Regions from separate parts of the Mus musculus genome. Here regions 2, 3 and 4 are each linked to region 1. The links are chromatin contacts, called in public Hi-C, HiChIP or PLAC-seq and promoter capture Hi-C maps. All regions are on one chromosome and are shown on one strand. The core of a region is the stretch at or near the end of the contact, and the rest is flanking DNA. Distances in the headings are between cores, read along the strand shown.

Region 1 (3,177 bases), core at 629-3,128:
GTCCTGGAACTCACTCTGTAGACCAGGCTGGCCTCGAACTCGGAAATTTGCCTGCCTCTGCCTCCCAAGTGTTGGGATTAAAGGTGTGCGCCACCACCGCCCCGAGATTTGTGTCAATCTTAAAACACTTAGGCATTGAAAGTTAAGGGTAAAAGTTTTCTCAACTAAATCCACACATGCGTTTGATGTAACTTTCACTCTTGTTCGAGCAGTCAGGAAACAACCCACTTTTTTTTTTAAATTATCGCAAGACACTCTAAACTTTCGAAGAAGCAAACAGCTTGAGGTGTAGTTCCCGGCTAGTACATACAAAAAAGAGGCTTTGAGTTCAATTCCCAGCACCAAAACGAGAGGCAAACCGCGATACCAGTCAAAACATTCACATGCTTCTCGAAGATTTAAAACACTCCAAATCAACACTCATAACTAATTTTTAATGACTTGAATTCTGTTAACTAAATATAAACCTACAAAATACTATTTAAAACGTACCCCCAAAAAGCCAGCAACCAAAAAAAAAAAAAAAAAGGCAAAATGATACACACCGGCAGGAACGCATCTTACATCTCACTGGCCTGAGGCATTCAAATTCAAATACTGATACATCAGTATGTCATAAACTTTTCTTTTTGCTTCCGGATCTTTACTTCCTCCAGCAAAAATCTTACAACGATAAAACAAAACGCTCACTAGCTGGGATTCTCCAGGATGTCTACGGGAACAAACTTTTCCAAATGCAACGTACTTAAAACGTCCCGTTTACAGTACAGCAAACCCACTTAAGGCGGGGCCTGATGACTGGAAGAATATGACACGCGAGGAAACAAAACGGTTCAAAAAGCCCTCCATCTGTTTAAAAAAAAAAAAAAGTCAACAACATAAAAAGGCGGGAATGCCTTTATTTAAAAAAAAAAAAAAAAAAGGCCAGAAATGACTATGTCGCAAACTGCCCTCCAGGGAGCGCTCTGACACTGTTGCGAGTCACTTCGGCGCTAAAGCGGGAAAACGCTACAACTTCACCTCGCGCGCCGGGGGCCAAGCCTGTCGGGCTTTAGAAAACGGCTCGGAAGGCCGCGTCTACACCCACTCCGGACCGTGCACCCGGCCCGAGCAGCCAAGCAGCACAGCCGGGGCGGCTCGCACCGAGGACTCCCCTCTCCGCGCCTTCCCCGGCGGCCTCGCGATCGGGGCGCCGCCGCGGGCACGGGGAACCCCGCGAGGGGGCCAGCCCCGCCGCCGAGCACGCGCCGCGGCCGCCAAACGCCCGTCTCCGCGGCCCCGGGGGGGTTCGCCTTACCCTGCCGACGGCGCCGCGGCCGCGACCCACGGAGGCCCCGGAGCCGAGCACCGGCGTGGGCTCGCGCTCCTCGTCGCTCGAGAAGTCGGGCGGCCCTTTGCTGTTGGCTCCCGCGGCGAGCGGCGGCCGGTTGCGCGCCGTGAGGTGCTGCAGGTAGAGCTGCACGTACACGTCCTTGCGCTGCTCGCCGGCCGGGAGCGTCACGTTGTTGGCGACCAACTCGCTCTTCAACTTGTCTTTGGTCAGGACCGAAGGGTCCTCTAGGAACTCCGGCATCTCGTCCCCCTCCTTCTCTCCTCCCCGGCCCCTCACAGTCGCCGCCGCCGCTGCTCACGCCGGCGCGCTCGCTCGCTGGTCCCGGGGGCTGCGCCCGCCGCCTCGGGAGATCCCTGCCCCGGAGCGGCGCCGCGGGCACGGCACAGAACTCGGGACACAAAACCCAGGTCCGGCCCCCGCCACAAAAAGCCCCTGGCGCACGACTGGGGAGCAAGTGCAGCCGAACCCGGAGCCCGCAGCGAGCCGAGCCCATACACAAGCTAGTGCGTGGGGTGGGGTGGGGGGAGCCTGGCTCGCGCACGCCCCAAGAACGCGCGCCGCCATTGGCGGGCGCCCGGAGGAAGCGCGCCACCCATTGGCTGGGCGGCTCGCGCGGGTTCCAGCCGCCGCGGCGCAGGGCGAGAGGTGCAGAAACGCAGTTTAAAAGGCGCTCGGGCGGGAGCTCGGGCGCGGGGCCCGCTGTTTCCTCGGCTCTCCGCCCTTCCCCTCGGACGCTGATAAGGGATGGGCGGTACTGGGTTTGCACGCTGTTTCCCTCTCTCCTGGCCCCCTGCACCGGAGAAGCCTCGTCCCGGCCTCGATCGCCTTCGGACGGGCGGAGTTCTGCGCCAGCTCTCTTGAGGACCCTTTGCCCGGGCCTGGCTCCTTCCCGGGACACCGAGCCCCCCTGAAGAATGGCGGCCGACTGGCCTTGCCCCCTCCGAGTGCTGGCCCTGGAGGGGAAGCGTGAAAACCAGACAGGCTGTGGTGCGGGATGCGCAGGAAGTCAAATCCCCTCGGTTCGCAAACGCTTCTTTTGTCTGGAATCTAGGGAAAGCCAGACTTCCACAGCTGAAGGTTTCCATACAGCTTTAGTTTGTTACAAAATTGCATTTTTAAGTCTCCCTTTGCCTTCTTTTACCAAACCCTTTGGTTTCCATAGTTCTTGGGGCTTAAAACAAATGCCTTCTTTGTATTTTTAAGCCGTCTAGGTTAAGACCCCCACCCCAAGCACCAAGGATTTCCCCTAACTTCATCAAACCTAATGTTTGGTAATGGAACAAGATGAAACGCAACATTTAGAAAGTCTCTAGTATTCAACTTTATGTGCCTGTAGTGGTGCATACTAATTTTTTAATTTTAGAGGGAGCCAGGAACCCTGTAAAACTCATGCTGCTGATTCAAGTTAGCGTCTCAAATGTGCCACAGTTCTGTTTTCTGGAACACAATACTGACCAGAAATGTTTCCTATTAACAAATTACATATATGGGCGAACATGATCAGAGTTAAATTTATGTAAAAAGTCCGCAATAAGATGTGTAGTTAATAAACGCTAATGAGCCGGGCGTTGGTGGCGCACGTCTTTAATCCCACCACTTGGGAGGCAGAGGCAGGTGGATTTCTGAGTTCGAGGCTAGCCTGGTCTACAGAGTGAGTTCCAGGACAGCCAGGGCTACACAGAGAAACCCTGTCTCGAAAACAAAAAAAAAAAAAAAACAAAAACAAAAATAAAAAGCGAATGAAAGCATGTATAGTGTTTCAATGTATCTAGGGTTTTGAACAATGTGAATGTCTACACAGGAAATGGTTCAGGACACTGCTCGTGAGAGGAAGCAGCTGACCT
Region 2 (3,236 bases), core at 533-3,032, 2.1 Mb after region 1:
CAGACATTACTTAGCAATGACTAAAGGGCTCTCTCTTCCTGCAGCAGCCAGTGGAAAATTCAAGGAACATTTTTCCCCCTGCAGCAGCAGAATCCCTTTAACCCTCTCCCCAGCCAACTCCAAAAACAACTCGGCTTCCCCCCCCCATACGCCCCCCCCCCAACTGCCCCCCCCTCCCCACCTCCGGCAGAGCACTGCAGGGAGTTATAGGACGGCGAGGGGCTTTCGAGATGGGGAGGGCTGGAGGGGGCCGGCAGGGAAGGGGCGGGGGACCCTCAAACACTACAAAGGAAACTGTAAAAGGCACAAATACATAAACCTGAGAAGCAGCAGCAAGCCGCAGTTTCTTTGTGAGCTCCTCAGTGAGTCATTTTCAAGATGCTGTCTGCAGCCAGTTTCAAAGCGGAAGCGCACGGCAATTAGTCTTGCCGTTTCCAGACAAGCCAGAAACTCTCCCGACACTCTTTTTTTTTTTCCTTCTAAAAAGCCCCTTTTGCAGTTTCTGAAATAGCCTTTCTTGCTTCCACCCCCACCCGCCGCGTAACTGCAGCTTATCCTCGGAATGATTCGGTCGTAACAAAACAGAGACCATTTAATATTTTTAGCTCCCGCCTCCCAATTTCAAGCCCCCCCCCCTTAAAAAAAAGTTCCAGTAACATTACAGGCCAGCAGGCAGTTGGAAGTTAAAGAGCTGAGAGTTTCAAGTTCATCCCTTGCCTGGCCCATCTCCCCAATCCGAATCTGGACTAGCCGACTCGGCCGGCTTTTAAATGTCCATTAGACTGGGCGTGCGCCTGGGGCGGTGACCTGGGCGGGGGTCACCTGCCCAGAGAGAGTGGACGTAGCCCCGGGCCCCACATCTCCATGGCCCAAGTCCTCCGCTCCCTCTCCACCCCTGTGCTCTCCCCTGAATCCGAACACTCGCGCCTCGGTGCCCATCCTGAAGGGATCCGGACCGCAACCCCGGCTGGAGGTCAGTGACAATCCAGCCTCCAGCCACGCAGCCCGCTTCGACCACTATCCCTAATCCCAGAGCCCCGGAGCCTCGCTGCAGGGATACAGGAGTTTGCACTCAGGGTGTCTCCTCCGGGCTTCGCAGTGCAGACCCCAGGCCCGAGCACGAGCTCCCGGGGTGGCGCCGGTGGCGGTGGCGGTGGCGACGCACAGCATCCTCCCCCGCGGGGACGCACCCCCATCCTCCCCCAACGCAGTCTACAACTCACCCCACAGCGCCCACAACCCCACCCCCACCAGCCAAAGAAAAGAAAGAAGGAGAAAGGAGAAAAAAAAAAAAGAGGAAAAATTAAAAAAAAAAAATAGCCCGAAGAAAACTTTGCAAGCGCTGGAGCAACAGGCAAACAGTCCTGCAACCTACCCAGACGTGGGGGAGCGTTTGGGAGTCTTCTTGGGGAGATTTCTAGGAGGAACCGGGCGAAAGCCCCCGACTTTCCATGCTGACAGGCGTCTGCAGACGGTCTGTTGCTCTTGTAATGAGATCCTGATTTTCCCCCCTCTTTTTTTTTTCTTTCTCTCGCTCCTCTTTTTTTTTTTCTCCCCCCCCCCCCTCCTCTGGTGTGTGTGAGAGCAGGAAGTTGGAGCAGTCAGGCCGAGCCTGCTCACTTCCTTTACTGCATTATTCCCCAGGCGGTGTGCAGTCTGTGTAAACAGGCTTTTCCGCCCCGCGCCGTGCGCCCGGGCCGCGGCTGTGCGCCGGGGCTGCCCGCCCAGACCCGCGCATACCCCCGGCGCCGGGCCCCGCGCCCGCCCGCACGCCCCGCGCGCCCCCGCGCCGTGCCCGCCCCGCTTCCTGCTCGGCCACCCCAGGGGAGGAGCCTGGGGACCCGCCGGCCAGGCCGCCGTCTCTCCACTCGGCGGGGGCTCCGTCGGCTCCTGAGCCCTCGGGTTCCTAAGTTTGGCATCACCCTGGGTTCGTGCCCTGCTAATGGTGCCCCGAAAGGGAGGTCCCTAAGCGAGCTTTTCTCTACCATAGGCATAGAAGAAGAGTTTAGGGACAGGAGGGATGGCGAGTGGGGTTCAGGACTTTGGATGCTCTGGGAACCGGGCTGCTTTTATTGCGGACCAGAGGAGATGAGGGTGAAAAACATAAGCGTGCACAAAGGGAGATGGAGTCTTCCTAAGATGCTGTCGGATAGAGTTACTGTCGGGGCATATTTAACAGCAGCACTATAATTAATATTAATAGTAATAATTTGGAGGCAGTTTTAGAGTTGGGATCCTCTTTTGGGAATACTTTCTTAAGAGCCACAAACTAGGAGCCTTGTGTCTTAGAAAAGAGATGAGTGAAGTGGCTTTAGACAGGCACTGCTTAGGCGCTCCAGGTGGCTTGAGACAGGGGAAGGGGTACCCTGTGGTTTCAAGACTGGACTCCCCGCCCCTGAGGACAATGGCCAGGATCTGATTGGAGAGTTGGGCATTGCTCGGAGGATGCAGGAGGGAATGGGTCTCTTATTAACAAACCCTGTATACAGTTCCTCCAGCCCCAGCCTTCCAGAACCTTCCAGTCCCCTGCCTTTGGGGCTTTCTGACCAGTAGTTTTCAATCTTGAACGTTTGGCATGAGAGTACATGGCTCATTAAAGCCCTAATTGTAACCCTTAAGCCCTCACCTCAATGTGTCTGGTGTGATTGGAAGCCCCAATAACAGAATCGCGTTGAGAGTAAGGGGTGCTTTGCAAACTAGCCACAGCGTACTTATCCCAGACCAATGGCCAAGTCTCCAGGTCAGCAGGACAACATTCTGACATTTCCTTGCCCCCCCCCCATTAGCATTTGCTATCTCTCTGAAAGATTGCTTGTTTCTGAGTATCTGGTTACTATTAAAGGTTCTAGATTGAATTCAGGGATGTTAATACCCACCCCACACACGCACATCTGCAGGTGCCTGTCAGAACACCTTGTTAAACAAGGGCAGCATTTTTGCTTAATCACTGATGTGTATAACCTGCTGGTTATACACTGAGGACCAGGCTTGCCCGTGCTCTGAGAAGAGACAATGGTGGTGGGGAGAGGAGGGAGGGGGACCAAGGTAAGATGTGAAACAGAAGGAGGAATTATGGGAAAGGGGGCTGTCTATCAAACCCTGATTTTCCACAGCTAATTTTCCACTTTGGAGATTATCATTTAAAATCCCTAGTTGGCTTCTCCAGTCACTCAGCAAAACTCAGACTGTGTCCCTATATGATCCAGCTGTCCATGTGAACTGAATGCAGAGTGTGG
Region 3 (3,251 bases), core at 716-3,215, 2.0 Mb after region 1:
GCTGCTTTCCTGTTACAGAATACACTGAAAAGGGAATAGCCGTTATTTCATTGATAGTACTAACATCTAGCACTCCTATAGAGATCTTTTTTTTAAGTGACTACAGAAAAACTGTAAGAGGAGAAGCTCACTCCTTCACCTCTTTGCTGTTTAAATCATATTTTATCACTTTGACTTACACCAGGAAAACTGATAAAAGGCCAGACCTGACAGTCTTTAGGATGTATTCTACCTAAAATTATATTTGAATTTTTTTTAATTGTAGGTACTTGTAAGAAAAATGGATGACTTTGAAAGCTTCTAAATTTAAGCTAAAAATTATTAACGTGTATTGTATAAAATAATAAATTTCTTTAGAAAAAATTTTGTTTATTTTGTGAGTTTGGGAGAGTTTGCTGGAGTGGTGAGTGTATGCGGACAGTTTGGGGCTGGTTGCTCTGGTCGGAGTCTCTAATTCAGGATGTCAGGCTTGAGAGCAAGTTTGTTTGTTTGTTTGCTTGTTTTTGAACACGCTGAGCCATTTCTATACACCTATAATGGGTTTCATGATGACATTTTCATACACAAATACAGTGTTCCTTGATCATCCTGTCCCTCTTCCCAGTCCTTACTCATGAACATATTTTGGTTTTTTTAGACAAAGTTTCTCTGCATAGGCCTGGCTGTCCTGGAACTCACTATGTAAAACAGGCTGGCCTTGAACTCACTGAGATCTGCCCGCCTCCGCCTCCGCCTCCGCCTCCGCCTCCTAAGGGCTGGGATTAAAGGTGTGCACCACCATGCCTGGCCTAGATTGTTGGGGCATTTTAATTTCCCTCTTGATTTTGTCATTACCCTCCAGATCACTCAGACACTCTTACTGTTCTTTTCTCAAGATCTTGTAGAGTTTCTACTTTCTTACTGATCTCTGTTCTCCTTCCCTTACGGTCTGATGGCAAGAAAGCACTACAGTTCCTTTATAGTAAGACTTGTGTTATAGCCTAAGATACGATCTATTTTGGAGAAAGTTCCATGGGCTCCTGGGAAGAATGTGTACGCTTCAGCTTTTGAGTGGTGTATTCCACAGGTGCTCTGTGTGTGGTATAGTTTAACTGAGATTTATTTATTTATTTATTTATTTATTTATTTATTTATTTATTTATTTTTTCTTTTGCCATTTTTTTTCACTCCGGCTTGATCTGTCTTTTGAGGAGAGTGAACTATTGAGGTCACCTACATGACCGTACCTGGACCTGTGTCCCTCTGTCTGTCCAGTAATTTCACTTTATGGAGTTGGGTACGCTAATACTCAGTGCATCTGTATTTGCAGTCATTGTGTCTTTTTAGTGGAGTATTCCTTTCATTGATATAGAGTGACCTTTGTATCTTCTGACTTAGTTGGCTTTGAACTTGGCCTAGTTGGATGGTAGTATAGTTACTTGGGCTTACTTCTAAGTTTTCATTTACTGCAAACATTTCCTCTCTGATCACTTTCAGTCTTAGTATCTTTGCCATAGGCTGAGGTTTTTTTTCCCCCAGACATCAAAGGCTCTTGTTTGTAATTCAGTTAGCTGCTGCTGTTGTTGTTTGTTTTTGTTTTTTTAATCTTTTAATTGGAGAGTTAGACTTTTAAAGACCATTTATAGTTAGAATTGTTAGACAAAGTGTACTAATTTCTTTGTTCTTCACCTTAACACTGGGCTGGCTTACTTTACTAACAGTTCTTGATCCCCCCCCCCCCCCCCCCCCCGAATTCATCAATTCTCCCAGTACAGTTTGTTACGTCCTGAGCTCTCCCCAGGGCTGGCGTGGTGACTGGGAATTGCTTTACTCTCAGAGAAGGTCTGTTTGATTTTAAAGGTTGGCTCTGTTTGCTACGGTAACCTTGGGTGATGGTTTTGTTTCATGGCATGGCCCACGCTCTCCTGGCCTTAGGGATGTCTGCTGAGTCAGTTCTCCTGATTGTTTGCCTTTACAAGTCATCTGACACGCCTTCCTTGTGGCTTTCAGCATTCTTATTCTTCCTTTGTTCTATACTCTTGGCGGTTTAACTATAGTCAGACATGGGGGATGCTTTTGTATTCGGATATCTGTTTCATTCCTGGAATTTCTGACATTTTCTGTATCTGTTTCAATGTAATTTCATTGACTAGATTTACTGCATCGCTAGTCTGCGTCCTAGCTCGCTGACCCTCTCTACTGATTCATAGGTTGGGCCTCTTAGTACTGTCCTGAGAGTCTTGGTCTTTAGTGGCCATTTCTGACCACTTGCTTTCTTGTTCTCTCTTAATGCTTACTGTCTCCCTCTCTTTCCCCATCTCCTTCTGCTTCTGTTTCCCTGTCCCACCCTCTCCCTCTTCCTGTTTATACTTCAGTGTTAAAATTCCTTGGCCTTTTGTCCATCCTTGGAACTCTTTCTTCTAAGAGGTCTAGTGTCTTGGTGGTTGATTAGAGTTTTGGGTTGACTTATTGAACTTTAGTTTTAAGGATTTCATAATTGTCCCTCCAGAATCTTCCTCATTGTTGAATTTCTCATCCACATGTTTAGATTTCTCACTTAAAACTTATATTCACGTTTACTTCATGGATTCATTTATGAGTCGTCTTTAAACTGAACTTTAGAATCCTTAGCATTTTATCTGTTTCACTACTCATGGATTCAGTTATTAAAGAGTCAAGATTCTTTGTAGAAGTAAACTTGCCTTGCTTTTTTTTTTTAATATTTATCCTTCTGTGTTGTGATTTACCCATATGTTGAAATTGATATCTTTCCCATTTTTATACTGCAGCCTTGTCGTGGTTTTTGAATGAGAATGGCCCTCCTAGGCACAGAGTTGGATGCTTGGTCCCTAGTTAGTTGTACTGTTTGGGAAAGATTAGGAAGTGTGGAGTTACTGGAGGAGGTGTGTCACTGAGAGTGGGCTTTGAAGTTTCAAAAGCTTCTGCTAAGCCCAGGCATAGTCACAGTTTGTCTTCTCCCTCTCCTTCTTCCTCTCCCTCTCTGTGTCTCTCTGTCTCTCTGTCTCTTGTCTCTCTGTGTCTCCTGCTTGTGGATCAGATATATGCTCTCAGCTACTGCTCTAGTGCCACCATGTTTTCTGCCATGATAGTCCTGGACTCACCCTCTGAAACTATAAGCAAGCCCCTAATTAAATGCTTTCCTTTATAAGTTGCCTTGGTCATGGTGTCTCCTCACAGCAATAGAACAGTTACTTAGACAGGTCTTAGATAGCATCCTTCAGAAGAGCCCACACCTCAGGACTCTTCAGAAA
Region 4 (3,349 bases), core at 529-3,028, 2.3 Mb after region 1:
AAGATGGGCATGCTAACATAGCCTGGCAAAGAATTCCACCGAACCCAGATTAAGGGTGACTTACACATAAGGTGAACAGAGACAACAGCTCTGGAGTTATCTGACACGCAAAGGAGACCAGAGAGTGTGAAGAGAAAAAAAATGAGAAGTCAGCCACATGATATTTGAGGTTTGTGTAGAATCTTCACATGGCTAGGAGGAACTGATTGCCCGGTACTGATATCATGGAATCACTCAAAAGCTGGGTCTACCTGGGATGTCAGCAAGAGCACCCGATAGTTTGGGTGACCTTTCAACCTGAGGGGTAGTGGGACATCTCAGCCTTGGCGCATCTGTTCATCTCCAGACATCAACATCTGAACAGGTATTCAGACAGGACTTGGTGGTGAATGAATGAATAAATGAAGGTGGTTCACATCTGAGGGCCACAGTTTTCCCAGAGTTGTAAAAGATGAAGCCCGTATCTGGGAATGAGCTGCAAGTTGAGGAGAGAGGGAAGACTTGGAGCGTTCCCTCTGGGGGGGGCATGAGTCAAAGGGTGGTGCCATCACCCCCACGGTCATAGGACTTGTTACATCAGTCTGCTGGGGTAAGCAGGTGACAGTCCAGAGTAAGGACTCAGGGTATGGGTTTCATCCCAAATTACACACATAATAGATTCTGGCTTCCCAAGGACCTTGAAGCTGTTTAAGCATAGCCACATAAGCAACTAGGATAGCTTCCTAAGCGGTGGGGTTCAGGAGGAGAAGAAAGGGTTAACCGGAGGTCAGGTCCGTGGGCAGAGATGAGCTAAGTAAGGTGGAAGGCCATGTCCTGGAGGTGGAATACTGAACTGAAGCTAACTTCTGTCTTGATAGCAAATCGAGATGTTGCCAAATTGCAGGGCACAGTCGGGGTGTGGTTGTCTGATGAATACATTTCGATAGACTGATGGTAAGACACTGGATGTGGATCTGGGTGTCTATCTACAGAGCAACTGTTCTAATGAAGTAGAAGGCAGGTCAGGGTTTCTGATTATTCAATCAAATTTCTCAGAACTGACATACTACTAAAGCGCACACAATTCTTTGAATCTCTTGGGCTATCAGTGTTCCTTAACACAGGTGGGGCAAAATTAGGTGGGGGGGGGTGCAGGGGAAGCGGTTTGGGGCAGGGAAGAAGCTTAGCTGAACTAGGGATATCCAGGGGGCAAAGATAAGGAATATTCACACACACACACACACACTCTTGAGGGCATGTGGAGTGTTAAAGTCCAAGTCCTGGTGAGAGTAATTGGGAGTCTCCCCATCCAGCAGGCACGGACCTCAGGGTTGACACACACTAATTGACTTTGTCCTTCCAGCTGCCCGTGGGGATATTCGTTTCATAGACGAGTAAAGCTGAATCCCAGGGGACTCAAATGACTGCGAGTCACACAGCCAGGATTTATCCCAGGTAGATGCCGCGAATCACGGCATTAGAGAATTTGCCTTTGGCTTAGGAAACGGGAAGATCACTCACTCACCCCAGGGTAGTGAGCTGAGGGCCTCCAAGCTACGGTGATTCATGTGTCTAAACACAACCTTTTCAGAACTGCTTTCTTTGATGGAGCAATGGCTTTGGTAGCACTGGGCACTGGCAGGGAGGCGTTGCTCAACGCGTGTTTGTGGAATAAATAAATGAATGGGGATTGCTACACTCTGGGTGTCACAATTGACCGAGAGGATGCGTTTTACCAATTGAGTAATTCCCTAAAGAGGGGAACATGGTGTTTATAAGCAGCTTTCAAGGCAGACTCAGAAAGGGAGAGAGAGAACGGGGAACCCTGGTCAGAAGGACTTCCAGGGTCAGAGAACTACAAGGTTACATTAAAAGTGGGCTCAGCTACCCATATCCCTGTCTCCTGCACCTAGTTCAGCATCCAGAAAGGCCAAAGGAACACCAGAGACCGCAATCAATATTTGTTTAAAGTGTGAATGGCTAAAGGCAAGGGAAGGGGTGTGTTCTGAAAGTCCACTCTCAGTCTCACTGCCAACCACACCCCAGCAGACACTCCCCTCCCTGGTAAAGGATAAAGGCTCTCCCCAGTCGAGGACTGTAGGAAAGGAGCCAGCCCTTGGTTACAGTGGCCTGCTGCTCAGAAGGGCTATAGCATCTGAGCCATGCCTAGGTACACAGTGCACGTGCGTGGGGAATGGCTGGCGGTGCCCTGTCAGGATGGGAAGCTCACTGTTGGCTGGCTGGGCCGTGAGGCTGTGCGACGCTACATGAAGAACAAACCGGACAATGGTGGCTTCACTTCGGTGGATGAAGTGCAATTCCTTGTGCATCGGTGCAAGGGCCTGGGCCTGCTGGACAATGAGGACGAGCTGGAGGTGGCCTTAGAGGACAATGAGTTCGTAGAAGTGGGTGAGTGGCCCTCAGGGGAACAGAGCCTTGGCATGTCCTGGAGGAAGTCACCCCCGTGTCAGGGAACACGGCAAGAAAAAAAGACTTGAGTACTTGCCCTGGGGGAGCCTCAAGCCTTGCTTTATCATCCACCTCCCCCTGCCCCCAGCCTGCAATAGATGGAGAGAGGCAGGCCACAGTGACAGTCTGGACTTGAACCCAAGGCTGCAGGTTAGAGTCCCTTGCAATGACAGAATCCTTCTGTAAGGGACTGCCAGAGTAGAAACAGAAGCAGGCTAGAACCAATCTTCCACGTACATCCCCCTGCTACCTTTCTGCTTTTTGCTTTCCTGTGTAAAGACGCTAAGACCGTGTGAAAATGTAGGATGTCACGGTCCAGCAGCCGTTGCTATGAAACACAAGCTCAGTGCATGGAGGGGTCATTCCTGGGTCTGACACCTGCCCTGATGTGACACCCTGTGACCTGCTAGGCCCCTCTCTCCCCTTCTTGTTTCAGTGATTGAAGGTGATGTGATGTCTCCTGATTTCATTCCGTCGCAGCCAGAAGGAGTTTTCCTGTATCCTTTGTGCATCCCCTTTGGTCAGCCCTGCGGTGGCTGGTCCTGACACGGTGGGGCTGGGGCTGTTCCACATTGCTAGTCTGCTCCTTTACCTGGCTTTAGATACAGCAAATACCGGGAGCCTGAAAAAGTAAGCTATTTTCCTTTTTGTGGGGAATATAAAACTCTGTCATGTCTGAAATATGCCTCCTTTCACCTACCACTTTAAGAAGGGGAAGGAGGAGGGGGAGAAGAGGACAAGGAAGAAGAGGAGAAGGAAGAGGAGGAGGGGGGAGGAGGGAGGGGGAGGAAGAGGAGGGGAGGAGGGAGAGGAGGGGGAAGAGGGGGAGGGGGAGAAGGAAGGGAAGGAGGAGAAGGAAGAGGAGGAGGAGGAAGAGGGAAGAGGAAGAGAAGGAAGAGGA

Evidence for each region. Promoter capture Hi-C pulls out the DNA fragments that hold promoters and counts their contacts. Hi-C and Micro-C count contacts between places; a contact is called where the count stands out from the background. HiChIP or PLAC-seq counts read pairs in DNA pulled down with a chosen protein or histone mark.
Region 2: a contact with region 1 is called in a Hi-C map of B cells, with 7 read pairs. The contact joins the promoter of Elk3 here to the promoter of Tmpo in region 1. A contact is called at or near these places in 6 of 39 promoter capture datasets (the 3T3-L1 cell line, the C10 cell line, embryonic stem cells and 3 more), 1 of 15 datasets of contacts at CTCF or cohesin (large pre-B cells), 1 of 484 Hi-C or Micro-C datasets (B cells), 11 of 115 datasets of contacts at active chromatin or transcription factors (T-cell acute lymphoblastic leukemia, astrocytes, cardiomyocytes and 5 more) and 2 of 9 other capture datasets (adipose tissue and liver).
Region 3: an H3K27ac HiChIP or PLAC-seq map of epiblast stem cells shows a contact between it and region 1, with 9 times the contacts expected there. The contact joins the enhancer-like site here to the promoter of Tmpo in region 1. A contact is called at or near these places in 5 of 39 promoter capture datasets (hippocampal neurons, liver, pre-B cells and 1 more), 3 of 484 Hi-C or Micro-C datasets (CD8 T cells, large pre-B cells and reprogramming fibroblasts), 7 of 115 datasets of contacts at active chromatin or transcription factors (embryonic stem cells, epiblast stem cells, extraembryonic endoderm stem cells and 2 more) and 2 of 9 other capture datasets (adipose tissue and macrophages).
Region 4: a contact with region 1 is called in a promoter capture Hi-C map of embryonic stem cells, with 5 times the contacts expected there. The contact joins the promoter of Hal here to the promoter of Tmpo in region 1. A contact is called at or near these places in 1 of 39 promoter capture datasets (embryonic stem cells), 2 of 115 datasets of contacts at active chromatin or transcription factors (embryonic forebrain and stem cell-derived neural progenitor cells) and 1 of 9 other capture datasets (adipose tissue).

What each region holds. Positions count from the first base shown.
Region 1 is chr10:91,169,741-91,172,917 of GRCm38.p6, forward strand. It overlaps Tmpo (thymopoietin), which reads right to left and starts at 1,879. Exons shown (of 4, transcript NM_011605.3): 1 at 1,298-1,879. The coding sequence starts at 1,573.
Region 2 is chr10:93,309,377-93,312,612 of GRCm38.p6, forward strand. Elk3 (ELK3, member of ETS oncogene family) reads right to left here and starts at 1,783. Exons shown (of 5, transcript NM_013508.2): 1 at 1,376-1,783.
Region 3 is chr10:93,186,681-93,189,931 of GRCm38.p6, forward strand. All of the region lies in intron 1 of Cdk17 (cyclin-dependent kinase 17), which reads left to right. Among named protein-coding and RNA genes, the nearest start is that of Mir1931, 26 kb to the left of the region's middle. Within about 2 kb of position 1,966, at least 79 of the 459 cell types and tissues checked have an H3K27ac peak or open chromatin away from gene starts, as enhancers often do. A contact at or near this core is called in CD8 T cells, embryonic stem cells, epiblast stem cells and 2 more, where this site is marked.
Region 4 is chr10:93,486,990-93,490,338 of GRCm38.p6, forward strand. Hal (histidine ammonia lyase) reads left to right here and starts at 1,779. Exons shown (of 20, transcript NM_010401.4): 1 at 1,779-2,388; 2 at 2,885-2,945; 3 at 3,051-3,078. The coding sequence starts at 2,142.